Regions from separate parts of the Mus musculus genome. Here region 2 is linked to region 1. A link is a contact called in public HiChIP or PLAC-seq data. All regions are on one chromosome and are shown on one strand. The core of a region is the stretch at or near the end of the contact, and the rest is flanking DNA. Distances in the headings are between cores, read along the strand shown. Region 1 overlaps Disc1 (disrupted in schizophrenia 1). Region 2 overlaps Sipa1l2 (signal-induced proliferation-associated 1 like 2).

The links. HiChIP or PLAC-seq counts read pairs in DNA pulled down with a chosen protein or histone mark.
Region 2: an H3K27ac HiChIP or PLAC-seq map of heart atrium shows a contact between it and region 1, with 6 times the contacts expected there. The contact joins two enhancer-like sites. A contact is called at or near these places in 1 of 39 promoter capture datasets (hippocampal neurons), 3 of 484 Hi-C or Micro-C datasets (bone marrow-derived macrophages, nephron progenitors and pancreatic cancer cells) and 3 of 115 datasets of contacts at active chromatin or transcription factors (embryonic basal ganglia, epiblast stem cells and heart atrium).

What each region holds. Positions count from the first base shown.
Region 1 is chr8:125,162,247-125,169,331 of GRCm38.p6, forward strand. Disc1 (disrupted in schizophrenia 1) reads left to right here. Exons shown (of 13, transcript NM_174854.2): 9 at 2,747-2,935. Among named protein-coding and RNA genes, the nearest start is that of Disc1, 110 kb to the left of the region's middle. Within about 2 kb of position 3,550, at least 7 of the 459 cell types and tissues checked have an H3K27ac peak or open chromatin away from gene starts, as enhancers often do. A contact at or near this core is called in heart atrium, where this site is marked.
Region 2 is chr8:125,510,955-125,518,039 of GRCm38.p6, forward strand. The region is part of intron 2 of Sipa1l2 (signal-induced proliferation-associated 1 like 2); the gene reads right to left. Among named protein-coding and RNA genes, the nearest start is that of 4930566D17Rik, 7.8 kb to the right of the region's middle. Within about 2 kb of position 3,162, at least 97 of the 459 cell types and tissues checked have an H3K27ac peak or open chromatin away from gene starts, as enhancers often do. A contact at or near this core is called in heart atrium, where this site is marked.

The sequences.
Region 1 (7,085 bases), core at 2,300-4,799:
TCCCCTCTTCACACTCTCCCCCTCTCCCCTCCCTCTGCCCCTCTCCTCTCTCCCTTCCCCTCCCCCTTCATTCCCCTTCCCCTCTCCCCTCTTCACACTCTCCCCCTCTCCCCCTCTCCCCTCCCTCTGCCCCTCTCCTCTCTCCCTTCCCCTTCCCCTTCATTCCCCTTCCCCTCTCCCCTCTTCAGCCTCTCACCCTCTCCCCTCCCTCTGTCCCTCTCCTCTCCTCTCTCCCATCTCTCTCCTCTTCTCTCCTCCCTCCCCTCATCCCTTTCTCCCTTCCCCTCTCTCCCTCCCCCTTACCTACCCTTCCCCTTTATTCTCATTTTGTCTTTTTAAAATTTCTTTACTTTTGACAATCTTATGTAGTCTAGGTTGACTGAAAACTTGCTGTGTAGACAAAACTGGCCTTGAACTCCTGATCTTCCTGCCTCTAGCTTCCAAGAGCTGGGATTGCAGGTGCCTGGTGTCCAGCTTCTCTGCCTATCCTCTTTTGATGAGCAGAAAGAAGCTTGTCACCGGATGAAGCTCATTCATCAGGGGTTTTCTTTGATTGTCCTGCTCTGTCTTCCGCAGGGCTCAGCCTGTTCCAGAGCCAGTTCACTTTGCTTCCTTATCCTGCTTGTAGCTTCCTAGTTCTAACTTTGTATCAGCCCTGAGGTGATTTGTGTGTGGTCCAAAGTGTAGCTCAGGCTTCCCACTGTGCCTTCATAGATAACCAGTTGCTTTGGCAACCTCCCTTGCCCATTGCTTTGCACTCCGTTAGCTCTTGGAGGACATGCCCACTTTCTGGACTTCTGTTGCAGTCCATTGGCCAGCATGCCTATCTGCTTTCAGATGACTCTGTCTTGATTTATGGAAGCAATTGCTGGGGGGTCTTAAATGCAGACTGTTTGACGGCTCTGGCTTGTCTAGGTTTTCACATTTTCTTTTACATTTTTAGGATGTGCCCATTCACTTCTACCGAAAGACCTCATAAAATTTTGATAGGAATTGTATTAAATCTATGCATCAATCTGGAACAAATTGAAACCCTAGGAGTACCAGGTTTTCCAGTGGACATTTATAGTTTATCTCCACAATTATTTAAGCCTTATTTCCTCTCAGTGTGTTTTCGAAAACAGTTTCCAGTTCTGCCTAAGGTCCTTTAAACTCACCCCTACATACTTTTTAGTCCTAAGATATGTTGTAAACTATATTTCAGAGAAATTGTCTCATCGTGGCCTGCTGCTGCTGTTTAGACACACGACCGATTCTCATACCTGACCTCGCTACTCTTTGCTCTAGGTATATTTTATTCAGGGTTTTATGGCTTTTCTTTCTTACACCCCCAGCCACCTGTGGTTCCCGAGGCCACCTGCAATTCAGGTGTTATTACGATCGTATTTCACAACACGTTTATGCCAAACTTGCTCATTTATTCTCCTGTTGTTTTAGTTAGAGTCTCTGTAGCTGAGATAAGAACACTGGCCAAAAGTGACTCAGGGAGGAAAGGTCACAGACCATTACTGAAGGGAGTCAGTCACAGCAGGAGCTCCAGCAGGAACATGGAGGCAGGAATCGAAGCAGGGACCACAGAGGAATACTGCTCACTGCCTTGCTTTCAGGGCCTTGCTGTGTTATTGGCCCGGTACGACAGACCTGTCCAGGCATGGCACCACCAGGAGTGAGCTGGGTCGTCCTACATCAATTAACAAAGAACAAAATTCCTGAAGGCGTACCTACAGGCTGATCTGATGGAGTTAATGTCTCAATTGAGGTCCCCCCTTCTCAGCTATGTTAGGATTAGCCATCAAGCGCTGGAGGGATGGCTCAGCGGTTAAGAGCACTTCTGAAGGTCTGGAGTTCAAATTCCAACAACCACATGGTGACTCACAACCACCCGTCATGAGATATGACACCCACTTCTGGTGTGTCTGAAAACAGCTACAGTGTGCTTACATATAATAAATAAATCCTTGGGCCAGAGAGAGCGGGGCTAGAGTGAGCAGAGGTTCTGAGTTTAATTCCCAGCAACTACATGATGGCTCACAACCATCTGTACAGCTACAGTATACTCATATACTTAAAATAAATAAATAAATCTTTAAAAAAAGATTAGCTATCAAATATGTTTCAAATTTTGATAAGGGGGAGGGTTTAATTTATCTGCAGTCTAACTACCAGGCCAGTGCCTTTCCACCGTGCTTGCTGTGTCTGTCCTTGGACATTTGGGTATTGGGTGCAGTGATACCTGGGACTTTCTCTGGACATCTCTGTATTATTCTCAGAGGCATCCTTTCCAGGTGTACCCAACCTCTTGGTGATGCAGCAGGATACCGTTGTCTCCAGTGTTCACACACGAGAATCTCACAATTCATTTACAGAAAATACCAGCATGTTTGGGGAGGCACCGAAGAGACTCTCCCGCCCCACCGGAGGTGGTCTGATAGGCGAGGGCTGCTGAGGGAGGGAGAGTCATTCTCCTCTGGGGACATGGCTGCTGGCAGGTTGCTCATGGCCTGATGGATGGCCTCCACACCCATGCACATACGGACGGCACTAATCAGGGGTTATTAATAATAAAAAGACATGAAGTTGGGAGGAAGACACGGTGTAGGTACTAGAGGGAGGTCCACAGATATCGCGGTGGACACATAGCGATCAATACGCATTATATAAATGCATGGAACTTTCAAAGAATGCAAATATTATTAAAAAGCTCACACACGAAACCTTCCCTCCTCTCTCCCCCACTGTGTTGCAGGAAGCTGCTTCTCCACAGCCAAGGAGCTCACGGAGGAGATTTGGGCCTTGTCGTCAGAGCGGGAAGGGCTAGAGATGTTCCTGGGCAGGCTGTTGGCACTCAGCTCCAGGAACAGCAGAAGGCTGGGCATCGTCAAAGAGGATCACCTCAGGTGCAGGCAGGACCTGGCACTCCAGGACGCCGCCCACAGTGAGTAGCCCCCAGCCAAAGCCTCAGGGCAATGTAGTGCTGATATTATTGGATCCTGTGGCTAGATCACCTTGCTGTGACAGTGGCAGAGAGCACCCAGACAGTTCATGGGGGACATTGTTGGCATGAGCCTTGGGTAACGGGGTAGGGTCACCTGTTAGCTTTTACTTTGCCTTTCTCTGACTTTTTCTGCTCTGCATTTGTTGGTTCATGCCATGGGCTGTGTAGCTTGCACCCCCGGGCACACATCCTGAGCTAGAGGTTTTCCCTTGGTTCAGTCTTCCAGGATGCAGGCCACAGGCCGACAACGGGGGACTGAGAAGGGACCAGGGGGTGACTCTTCTGTCGGGGTGTCCTCTGAGGGTTGATTCTTTCCTCAGGAGAAGGACACGGGTGACATTGGCACTGGCCTACAGAAGGGCCAAAATGCTATTTGCCCTGTGTTCCACTTAACAGACACCACCTGCATATTCCACACATCCACGTCAGGGAAGACCAGTGTTCAAAGTCCAAACAAGGAACCACACCTCCAGCTGTCAGGGCTAGGCCTGCCACTCTGGGAGGAGCAGCCCAGGTTTTAGAGTTCTCCTGAACGGTGTGAGCTGTTGTTCCCTCCCTGTTTGAATCAGATGGCCAGTGATCATGGTTTCTCTTGCTAATGAAGCCCCATCTGGCTCAACAGCTCAGAGCCTAGCATTATTTCCCTTAACTCTTTAAATTTTCCTTATGAAGTATTTAATTTTTTATTTTAAGTTATGTATGGGGGTGGGGTTGTGCATGTTAGTGTAGTACCTGAGGAAGCCAGAAGAGGGTGCCAGATGACCCTGGAGCCGGTGATACAATTACCATGTGGGAGTTAGAAACAGGACTCATGGTTCTCTGTAAGAGCAGCTCCAGTTTTAACCACAGAGCCCCACTCACTCCCGGGCCCCTCCTCCCTCTTTTAGTATAAAATAGAGTTTGTTTGGGGGCATGGGGAGGGGGGGTGAGCAGGGAATAGAGGCTGAGAAAGAGGAGAAAGAGGGGACAGAGGACAGGGACACAGGGTGGGGTGGGATAGGGAGGAGAATTAGGGGCTGGCCAGGGACACTTGGAGAGCGGGACGAGGGGGAAGGGAAGAGAGGGAGAAAGAGATCAGAGAGAGCAAAGGGAGTCAGAGAGAGGAAAGGGTCAGAGAGTCTCTCTCTTTTTTGCGTGTTATTTTTGCGTTGGTCACGCAGAGGTCAGAGGGCAACCTTCAGGAGTCACTTCTCAGTCCACCTTTACTCGGCTCACGGAGCTTGCATGGGTTTCTGCCCACTGAACTACCTTCTCTTTCTCTTTAAGTTTTTCAAGACAGGGTTTCTCTGTAGCCCTGGCTGTCCTGGAATTCACTCTGTAGACCAAGCTGGCCTTGAACTCAGAGATCTGCCTGCCTCTGCCTCCCAAGTGCTGGGATTAAAGGCATGGGCCACCACTGCCCAGCCATCCCTCTCTCTCTTACAGGCCAAATCTTTTATTTATTCATTTGTTTGTTTTGCCACATGCAGCCCAAGGCTGTGTGTGGAGCACGCACAGTGAGGGGGGAGCTCCAGGGTCCCAGGCCCTGCAGGCTGGCTCATTTCGTCATGACTGACCGGAGCACGGTAGAGCTCCAGCAGACTTTTGTAGTCGATTTTTTTTAAGTCTTATGAATAAGAAAAACCAAAATGTTTCACAGTGTAAGCACTCAGTTTTTACACAAAACGGGGGAATGGATTCTATGGAAGAATCAAGGAGATGTAAACAGATTTGAGCAAATCTAACCCAACGATGTTTTCATTTGAATGGTGCGTGAGCCCTTAAAGCCATTAATATCTTTATATAAAAAAAAAGCGCTGTGCAGTATTTGTGAATCTCATCATTGTTACTTCACTAAATACTTTCAAGATGATGAATAAAACATAAACAAGCGGAACGGGAGATTGTTACAGGAGACGACTGAACTGCAGATGGCTCGCGCTGGGGAATCTTTGTGCTCCGTTCATGATAGTATTATGCTGGGTCAGCCACCCTCTCCCTGTGGGTTTGCTCGCCTGTGTCTGAGGCTGAGGAGGTGTGGCTTTAGATCACTCAAATGAACCATCCAAGAGTTGGTAAGAAGAAATAAAAAATGTATTTCAGGGACCAGGGGATAGTTTAATGGGGAAGAGCAAGCATTCTTGCAGAGGACCCATGCTTGCTCCTCAGTTCTCATGGAGTGACACCCCCTTCTGACCTCTACAGGTAATGCACTCACATGTACATGCATACAGAGGCATATGTGCATCCACGTAATTAAAACTAAAAGAAAACAAATTCCTGTGTGAATTAAAGCTTCCACGGATTGGAATGTAATAAAACCGAGTCATAGTCTGGGTTCAGCTGCTTTTGGATCTTGGGAAACAGCAACTCAGAAGGAACGCTGTGTCCAAGGTCAAATGTAGCTCAAGCGAGCAGGAAAGGCAGGTCTGGGTCTGCGTGGGCACAGTGCTCCATAATCTTTTCAGTCTTAAGCCAAATACCTGTTTCTTAGGTTTTAAAATGGAAAAACGAAAACAAAAAGACCAACAATCATGTGAGCGATTTGGGGGAGAGGGTTATACACACCCTGAATGCAGTGCCCCCAGAAGCTAGAAGAGGGCATTGGATCCCCTGGGACTGAAGTTCCAGGCACTGTGAGCCACCAGGTATGGGTACTGAGAACAGAACTCAGGCCTTTTGTAAAAGCAGTACATGTATTTGATTGCTGAACCATCTATGCAGCCTATAGATAAAATATCTTAAGGGGAAACTAGGAAACGAGCAACATCTGAGTTTAGGTTTGCACGCCCACGTGAGTGGGGGTCAGGGTCAGAGGTCAACCTTGGTTGCCGTTTCTCAGGCACCCTCAACTTTGTTTTAAGATCTTCCCTAACCTGGGATTTACCTATTTGGTTAGACTGGTTGACCAGAAGCCTCGGGGATCCTTCTGTCTCTGCCTCCACTGGGATTACAAGTGTCTCATCTCACCCGGCTTCTTATGTGGGCTCTGGGGATTGAACTCGGGCCCTTGTGCTTACCACTAAGCTATATCTGTACCCCAATATAAAACATTTTTAAAATGTGATTTCTAACAGTGGCTGGAGAAAGCCGTGTCGGGATGGACAAGCAGCTCTTAGGCTCAGGGATGTGAGCCCTCTTGTTCTTCCTAGCTTCTTTATTAGGTGACGTCAGATCCTGCCAGGACATTGCTGTCCATTCACCGCTCCCTCTAGGGTTCTGCATGTGACTTCCTATTATCATTGTTGTTCTGAACTTGACCTTGGTACATGAGGACAGTCAGCTGCAAAGGTAACAGGAGCTGCCCTTACCCTGGACAGCTGAGTACCTCTTGAAGTTCTAGGATTCTCTTTCTGTAGAAGAAGGAAACCTTTTCTTGTTTAAGGACCAATTAGCAGTATTGTTCATACGAAGGGCTCTTACTGGTAGGAAGCAACATTGACAGTCACCAGAGATGGACCAGCCTGTCTCACTGAGGAGATGTCCTTGTGCCTTCTGTCCCTGGCTAGCTTGTACATTCACTGAGAGCTGAAATGCTGCCTGAGTCTTATTGGGGTATCCCAGGATCCAGCATGGTGGCCTTGGGCCACCAGCCCGTGTTCATTTTGGGGGGCAGGAGAGTGATGTAAAGTGTTTTTTCTTCCTTGGTTTGGACTGTGGGTACAGACCTCAGATCTCCTTGAGAATGGTGACAAGGGGGACTTTCCTGAAGATGATAGAGTGATCCCCTTTGGATAGTTATTGGTTTGCTTTGTCTTTGAGGCAAGGTCTCCTGTAGTTAAGGCTGGTCTTGAACCCCATGTATAGTTGAGGGTGATCTTGAATTCCTGATCTTTCTGCATCCACCTCCTTAGGGATCATATTAGGGTCCTGCAGTTCCTAATACCTAGTTTGTGCTGTACTAGAATTGACCATTGGGTTTTGTGTACAGTGGACAAACACTCTGCCAGCTGAGCCGCCTCAGCCCTGAGTTGGATGTTCAGACTGGGGTGATGGGAAAGGCGCAGAAACACAACAGTCTCAAGGGCAAAGGGCAACACTCATGGCTGCTGCCTTTAACTCCATAGGCTTCTGTTATGGTGACACTCCTGTGAGGAGGAGAGGAGAAAAG
Region 2 (7,085 bases), core at 1,912-4,411, 350 kb after region 1:
GCTTTCCAGCGTCTGTCCAGGGCTCTCAGAGGAGCAGTGCTGCTGGTCGGTCCCTCTTGGTCTAGAAGGACAACAGCCACTTGCCTCAGCCTCTTCAAGTGTCTCACATGGGCAGGCTTGCACCAAGAGGGTCAGGCCTAGATAGAGCCAGGGGCCTCCACTTGATGGAAGTTTCTGGCTGTGGGCCCTGGGCTACATCAGTAACAAGTTGTAAGTCAGCTGGAAATGGAAGCGACTACAAAGACAGAATTTCTTGAAGAAAGAATGGAAGGTAGCACAGCTGGAGAGATGAAAAACTCAGGCAGATAAGACATGCGGACAGTGTGGGATCCCAGACTCGCTGATTTCAGAGCCCCCGGTTTCTATAAAGAAAAGTAAACAAACCCCGAGCTGACGTCCAAGGAGCCTTGGCTAATGCTTGCTACCTTTGCTCCAGCTCTGTGACTCTGAAGACAGAAGCAGGGGGAGCAAAGGTCAAGGCTGGTATGACCAACTCTGTGAGACCCTGCCTCGAGTTTGAAAGTGTGGAGAAGTGTTTTCCTAGCATGTGCTCATGGGCCCCAGGCTCAGTCTCTAGCAGTGCAGAAAAAGCCAGCATGGCGTCGTGGTGTACACATCCCTGCCTCTCGTATGAAGAGTCGTTTTTCAGGCACTCCCTCCTCCCGCTCCCCAGAGGAGGCCCACCTCCATGTGAAGAGATCAGGACAATGCTGAAAGGGAAAGAACATGGACTGGACCCTTCTCATCACCACATCCTTCTTGATTATCCGTCCTGCTCCCTAAGCTAATTTATGCTAAGGTAGAATGAGGGTCAGATCAACTCTGAGAAATTGTCCTTTGATTATTTACATAGATTTATAAGCTAATTATAGTGGCTGACATCTGGAATATCAGCACCTAGGAGGCTGAGAAGGGAGGACAATTCTATTTGGGGGGGGGGGGTTATCCTGGGCTACAAACCGAGAGTCTTTCTCAGCAAACAAAAACAACCAAAAATGTTTTGAGTTTTTGTTTTTACAAAGAGGAACTTGTCACCATGAAATGTAAATTAAGCTACAGTTTAGACATGTCCCTACCAGGCTCTGAAGCATCCCTGAAATGAACCTATGTTCTTTAATAAGACACAGTTCATAGACCCATCAGCGTGCAAAAGTAAGCACGACAACACAAGTCACAAAAAGACCAAGATGGCGGCCAAAATAAGTAGTAATTCAACATACAAACGCATTCGATGAGAGTCCACTCAGCCTGTGGTCTGGGGCTGGATGAACATCCACAGTCACCCTGTGCCACAGCCCTCCAGCAACAGACGATCTGGATGGGCAAAGCCAGCCGCCGAATCTGGGAGGGCAGCTTAGGAAGCCTGTGGGCCTTCTGCACTGCCAACAGTACAGAGCAAAGAACCCTGGGCTCAGCTACTTATTGTCTGGGCTTTTATGGTTCAACCCCTGATGGGTCACATGGACAATGCCCTCTGGAGGGCCTGGAGGAAAATCATCCTCTGGGCCCCACCCTAAACTTACTTACGAAATCAACACCAGAGGCAACAGGGAAGAGGATACAGGATGCTCTGTGCAGTGACCTTGGTAATGGATCTAGGGGCCAAGATGATGTTTGGAAATCACTAAACAGCTTCCACAGTTGAAGTGAGCAGGTGCCATAGAGCCAGGTACCTGAGGAACCCCAAGGATGTATTAATATCAACCAGATGCCAGCCAGGCCACTGACAAACTCAAGGAGCATGACAGACACTGGAGAGGACAAGTGGGAAGGATGGCTCAAATGCAGCCAGTGGAACCTAAGTGGAGCCCTCCACACAGCTGTACACCTGTCCTTACAGTGGCTGACATCCCAGGAACATATCCCAAGGCCTGGAAGGCCAGCCCTCTGCAAGTATCCCAGGGTTATATGGACAGCTTCTCGTCTACCACCTCCTACAATTAACACTAAAAACAACAACAACAACAACAACAACAACTTTATTTGACTAATCACCTAGAAGAAAGTTAGTTTGAGAATGATCTTCATTTAGTTGTGTGTTTGAAAAAGTCAGTCTCACGGCGTGAAGTCTAGTGCATTGCTTGGTACAGCATCTTAACTGAGAGATACCAAGGGGAAGAAGTGGCCAGTCTATCCCGTGGCCTCAGGAGAGCGTCAGGTTCTATAAGAGGCAGGCAGGCTTCAGTGATGGCAAGCAAGTCAGCCCTTCCATCCTGATGAGCAAACATATTCAGAGCGTAAAATCAGAAACTAACAAGATCCAACTGCCCGACTGCTCTTTCTCATCCTCTTTGATTCTGCAGAGACAGGGTCTCATAAAGACCAGGCTGGCTTTGAATGCACCTTGCAGCCAAGACTGATCATGAACCTGTCATCTTCCTGCTCCTACCTGCCAAGTGCTGGGATGTCAGACCTGACTTCTGTGGCACTGGGGATGGAATCCAGGGCCTCCTTCACGCTAGAGAAGCATGCTGCCAACTAAGCTAGTGACACCCCAGCCCAAGTGGTCTCTTAAAACAAACGTCAAATAATAAACAGTACTTGCTTTCTCAATTGGTCATCAGGCCAGGCCAATGGGATCCCTTCCTCTGAGAAAACAACTCAAGACACGAAAGACTCGGAAGGAGGAACCAGCTCCCTTGTTCACTTTCCCCAGCAGCACCACTAACTGTGCATATGTTAGCACATTTTTAAAAGAGGAGAAATAAAAAACTGCAACTTAACCAGTGTGTGTGAAACAGAGCTGGAGAAACTGCACAGAGTGCTCCACAGATACTGGAGAACTCCACATCCACCAGTGTGCTCCACAGACACCGGGAGTGCTCCACATACAACAGAGTGCTCCCCAGATTCCTGCCATAGCTGTACAGGACCAGCAGACCTCTGGGTCTCCAAGCACTTTCCAAGGAAGAAACAACTAAGTAAGAGCAGAGAAGATGTAGAAGAAGAGAGAATCGTGCCCTCCTGAGCAGTGAGGCAGGAAAGCCTGCTTGTAACTCAGCCTTGTCAGACAGAACACAGAGCCTAAAAAGGCTCAATAGCCTTTTTATAAACCTATTGTGTGGAGAAGTTCCTAAAAATAGTGCGGCTCCCAGGCAGGCAGATCACAGGAGTAATGGCTGCATGCTAAGCTTCTCACAATAGACAAAGGACAGGAAAGGAGGGTAGGCTGCAGCTCCCTCAGGCTGGCTGCCTTCCTCGCTGGACACTCCCACAGGCTCTGTGTGCTCAGAGGGTGAACCGCGTCAGCCCTCACACCCTCTCCATGAAGATGAGAGGGCAGCAGGTGACATAGGGAAGTCAAGCCAGGACCCATGAGTCACATAGTCGTGGCCACTAAAGAGAACTTTCTCACTCTTTGAAGGCAATACCTGCAATATGACGATTACCGTGGTTCTTGCTAATTTTCTCTTGTGCCAAAGCAGCTTCTCCACCTCCACTGCCTGTCACCCAGGAAAGTCTAGGAATACAGATGCTGGCAGCTCACCAGTGATTTGGCTCTCAAATACCAAATACAGGATTTTCAAGTTTCTTAGAGGCAAGATGGTAAAGTGTTTGCAGGCCTGGTGACCACAGTTGGATTCTGAACCTATGTTAAGATGGGAAGACAGAACTGACGGTACAAGTTGTCCTCTGACCGCCACACACGCACTGTGGCATGAGGTTTCCCCTCTCTGATACATAGATTTTATTATTACATTGATTGCTTCCAGTACAACGATGCTTTAAAAAGTGTCTTGACTGAGCAGCTAAGAGCTTAAGGCAGCACTGGCCACCTGACCAGCCCAGCAAAGCAGGCAACAAAATACTTGGGTCTCAGGCTTGCCAAGCGCTGACCATGCAAGCCTGAGGACTTACCTGAGTTTGAGCCCAAGAACCGGAGTAGAAAAGCCCAGCATGAGAGCTCGCAGCTGGAGAGACAGTGACAACATATATGGTCACGGCTGGGAGACAGTGATAACACACACACAGCTCAGAGGCAGTCACAGGTGGGCCTCTGGTTCATTGACCAACTAGTTTATTTCTAAGAGAGTTTATCACCAGGCTAGTCAATAGTCTGTCTTAAAACAAACAAACCAAAAGCAAAACCATAAAAATTAAAATTAAAATTAAAAAAACCCATGGTGTATGGCACCTCAAGAGTGTAAGCACCTGAGGGTGGCTCTGTCCTCCATGTGAGCATATATACATGTGTGACTGCACTTAGAAATGTATATATGCGCATGCACACACGCCAGTCTAGAGTAAGCCATTATTAGTGTCGAAGCCATCACAGTCTACACAACCAAAAGATAATAGCACCAACCTTGTGGAGTGCACGAAGGGATTGAACAGACTTCACTCTGAGAAGCAGGAAACACATAACAAACTGAAAACTGAAAATCCACATTTCAATAGTCCTACATCCCTGATACTAACTTAGCATTCACATTTTCTTTTTTCAACACAGAGGTTAACATCTTTGCCATGAATTCTTATTATGGAGACAGGGCACGTCCAAGATGGAGAGAAGTAACTTGTCTACAGTAAAGACGCTGCAGATGGCTCACCCCAAGCCCTGGAGGACATCCTCACCCTGTGACCGTCCTGGACAGGCTAATGAGGGTATTCTGTAGATGCTGTGTCCTCTTCCCATGGCCCAGCTATCAGAACATTGGAGGGGTAGACCCTGAGAAACTGGAATTTCCAAGTAACCTCATGAAGGGAAAGGCTGATATCCGGTGCCAGCCAAAGGAAGAGCTTGTCTCCCAGGAAGAGATACCACACAGCTCTGACAACCTGTCAGATCGCTGTGCAGGGCAGGAGCTGAGAGCAAGGTCAGAGATGGGCGGAACCACACTTGACCAGCACGGCTTAGCTGTGCACACACGCCCTCAATTCAACCCAAACCTCCGGTCAGGACTCTGAAGAATGGAAGCTGGGAGAAGGGAGGGCGAGTCACTGGACATCTGGGCTCCTCTTCTCTCTCCATGTGGCCACTCGGACTAATCTCCTTTCTTGGCTTTCCCTGTCACTTGTCCTCCTAAGTGCTCTAGTGAGGACAGTAGCCAAGCTGAGCCTCTCTGGGCTTCTAGGGCCCTGCCCCATCCTAACACTACCAGTAACAGTGCTGCAGGCCCAGAGGCAAATTTACCCTAGGTTCTTTAAAAGCCAATTAGCTTTTTTAACTTCTGTGCCAGAAGTTACTGAATCTTAAAGCTTAGCAGACTCCTAACTACCCCAAACCCTGGGGCTAAAAATGCTGAGATAGCCCAGGAACCCTGGAGCCACTCTCACCAGAGGCTCTCATCAGCAGAATGGAAAGTGCATTGATTCCCAGGCACAGAGCAAAAGGAGGCCATAAAACGCAAGTCATCTCTTCCCAGGTGGAAGAAGTCATTCAGGGTCACTTGTGTTGGCTGCCTGTGGTCAGTCCCATCTGGCTCAGATTGAATTTTCACCGTATTCCCTTTAGAAATTATGTCACACGGACATATAGATCATGGTTAAGTGTTCTTACCAACAATTTAGCTAATTTTCTCCCCCAGAAATTAGTTAAATAGCTATATCAGTAGTGGCAAGTGTCCCCATTAATAAAACTCATCAGAAACCTTGAGAGTGATGGTTGAAATGAGCATTCCTGAAGCCCAGCAGCTGGGGTGCACATGAGGTGCTTCCCACGGCTCACTAGAGGAGGAGGCTCACCAGACCAGGACCCGTCCCCTTCCACAGGTCACTGACTGGGTGTGACTCTACAGTGCATTTTGCTATATGTAAAGCACTTAAATCTAGGTTTCACTCAAGGCCCTGGGCTCAATCTCCAGCAACAAACAAAAGGTTCAGGCAAATTGCTCAAGGTTAAATAAACAAACCCTGACAATTGGCTGGCCTTGCTCAGCTGCTGACCGACACAGTGAAGGTTCCTGTCACTAAATATCAGGTTCTACCAAACTCAGTTTTGGGATGTATTATGTTGGGATTTTTTTTTTCTTTTTTTGAAACAATGTCTCATATGTAGCCCAACCTAGTCCAGAGTTCACAATCCTCCTGCCTAAGTATCTTGAATGTTGCTATTACAGGTCTCTGCCACCAACACACAAAGTCCACGTACTAGCGTGTTTGTCTACATATATCATGTGCCAAAATGGCTCAAAGCTGTAGTCCTCTAGCCAGAGATGCAACCCTTCCCTCACTCTGAGGCCCCAGCTGGTTTCCAAGCAGCTCATCTTCATCTTCACAGGATGTGGAGCAGGAGTAGCAATGCCAAGAACACAGACAGACTTAAAGAAAAAGAGGATGGCTGCTAAGTGTAGTTTAATGTAAACAGAGAAGTCTGTCAGTCACTGATTCCATGCTATAGTTCCCAGGCTGGACCACGTGCTTAGGGTCTCTGTTCATCTTTCAAAGTGGGGGTTGGCCAGGTAGGTGTGTAGGGGACCAAATGACCCAAGGTCTTAAGAGCTTTGCCCCTAGAGAGTCAGAAGCACAAGAGCCTGAGTTAGAACTACTCGGGATGTGGCAGATTCCCCAACTGCTCTCAGACACATGGTTAATTAACAGAGACAAGCCTCCATGGAACGAAAACAGTTATTTCACAAGGAATCAAAGCCTGAACACTACCCATTGTTCTTCAGTGAATGCCTCCTTCAGGAAACCTTCCTCTGCTGCTGCCACCAAACAAACACTCCATATAAACAAACAAACCACAGAAAGGAAACAGCTTATGAAATTACAACGTGTTCTGCAGCAGAGCCCAGCCCTCGCATTCATAAACCCAGAGCCGGCGGACGACTCAACAGCTTTTCGCTAAGGGAGGGAGAACACAACAGTAGTCCTTATAATGCAGGACTGTAAACACCTTCCCAACTGAAGCACATTGCAAGCCTGGTGCACAGTAGGTGTGTCCTTCCATCTACTAGCATATAGATGCACATGTGTATATATACACATGGATAAAGGTCAGAGGGGGGCATTACATGGAGACCAGAGTTCTTTCCTGCTACCATGTTGTTTCTGGGGACTGAGCTCAGGAAGTCGGGTTTGCATGGCAAGCACTTTCACCCACTGAGCTATTAGTTCCACTTTTAAAGTTTACAGGAAGTCCA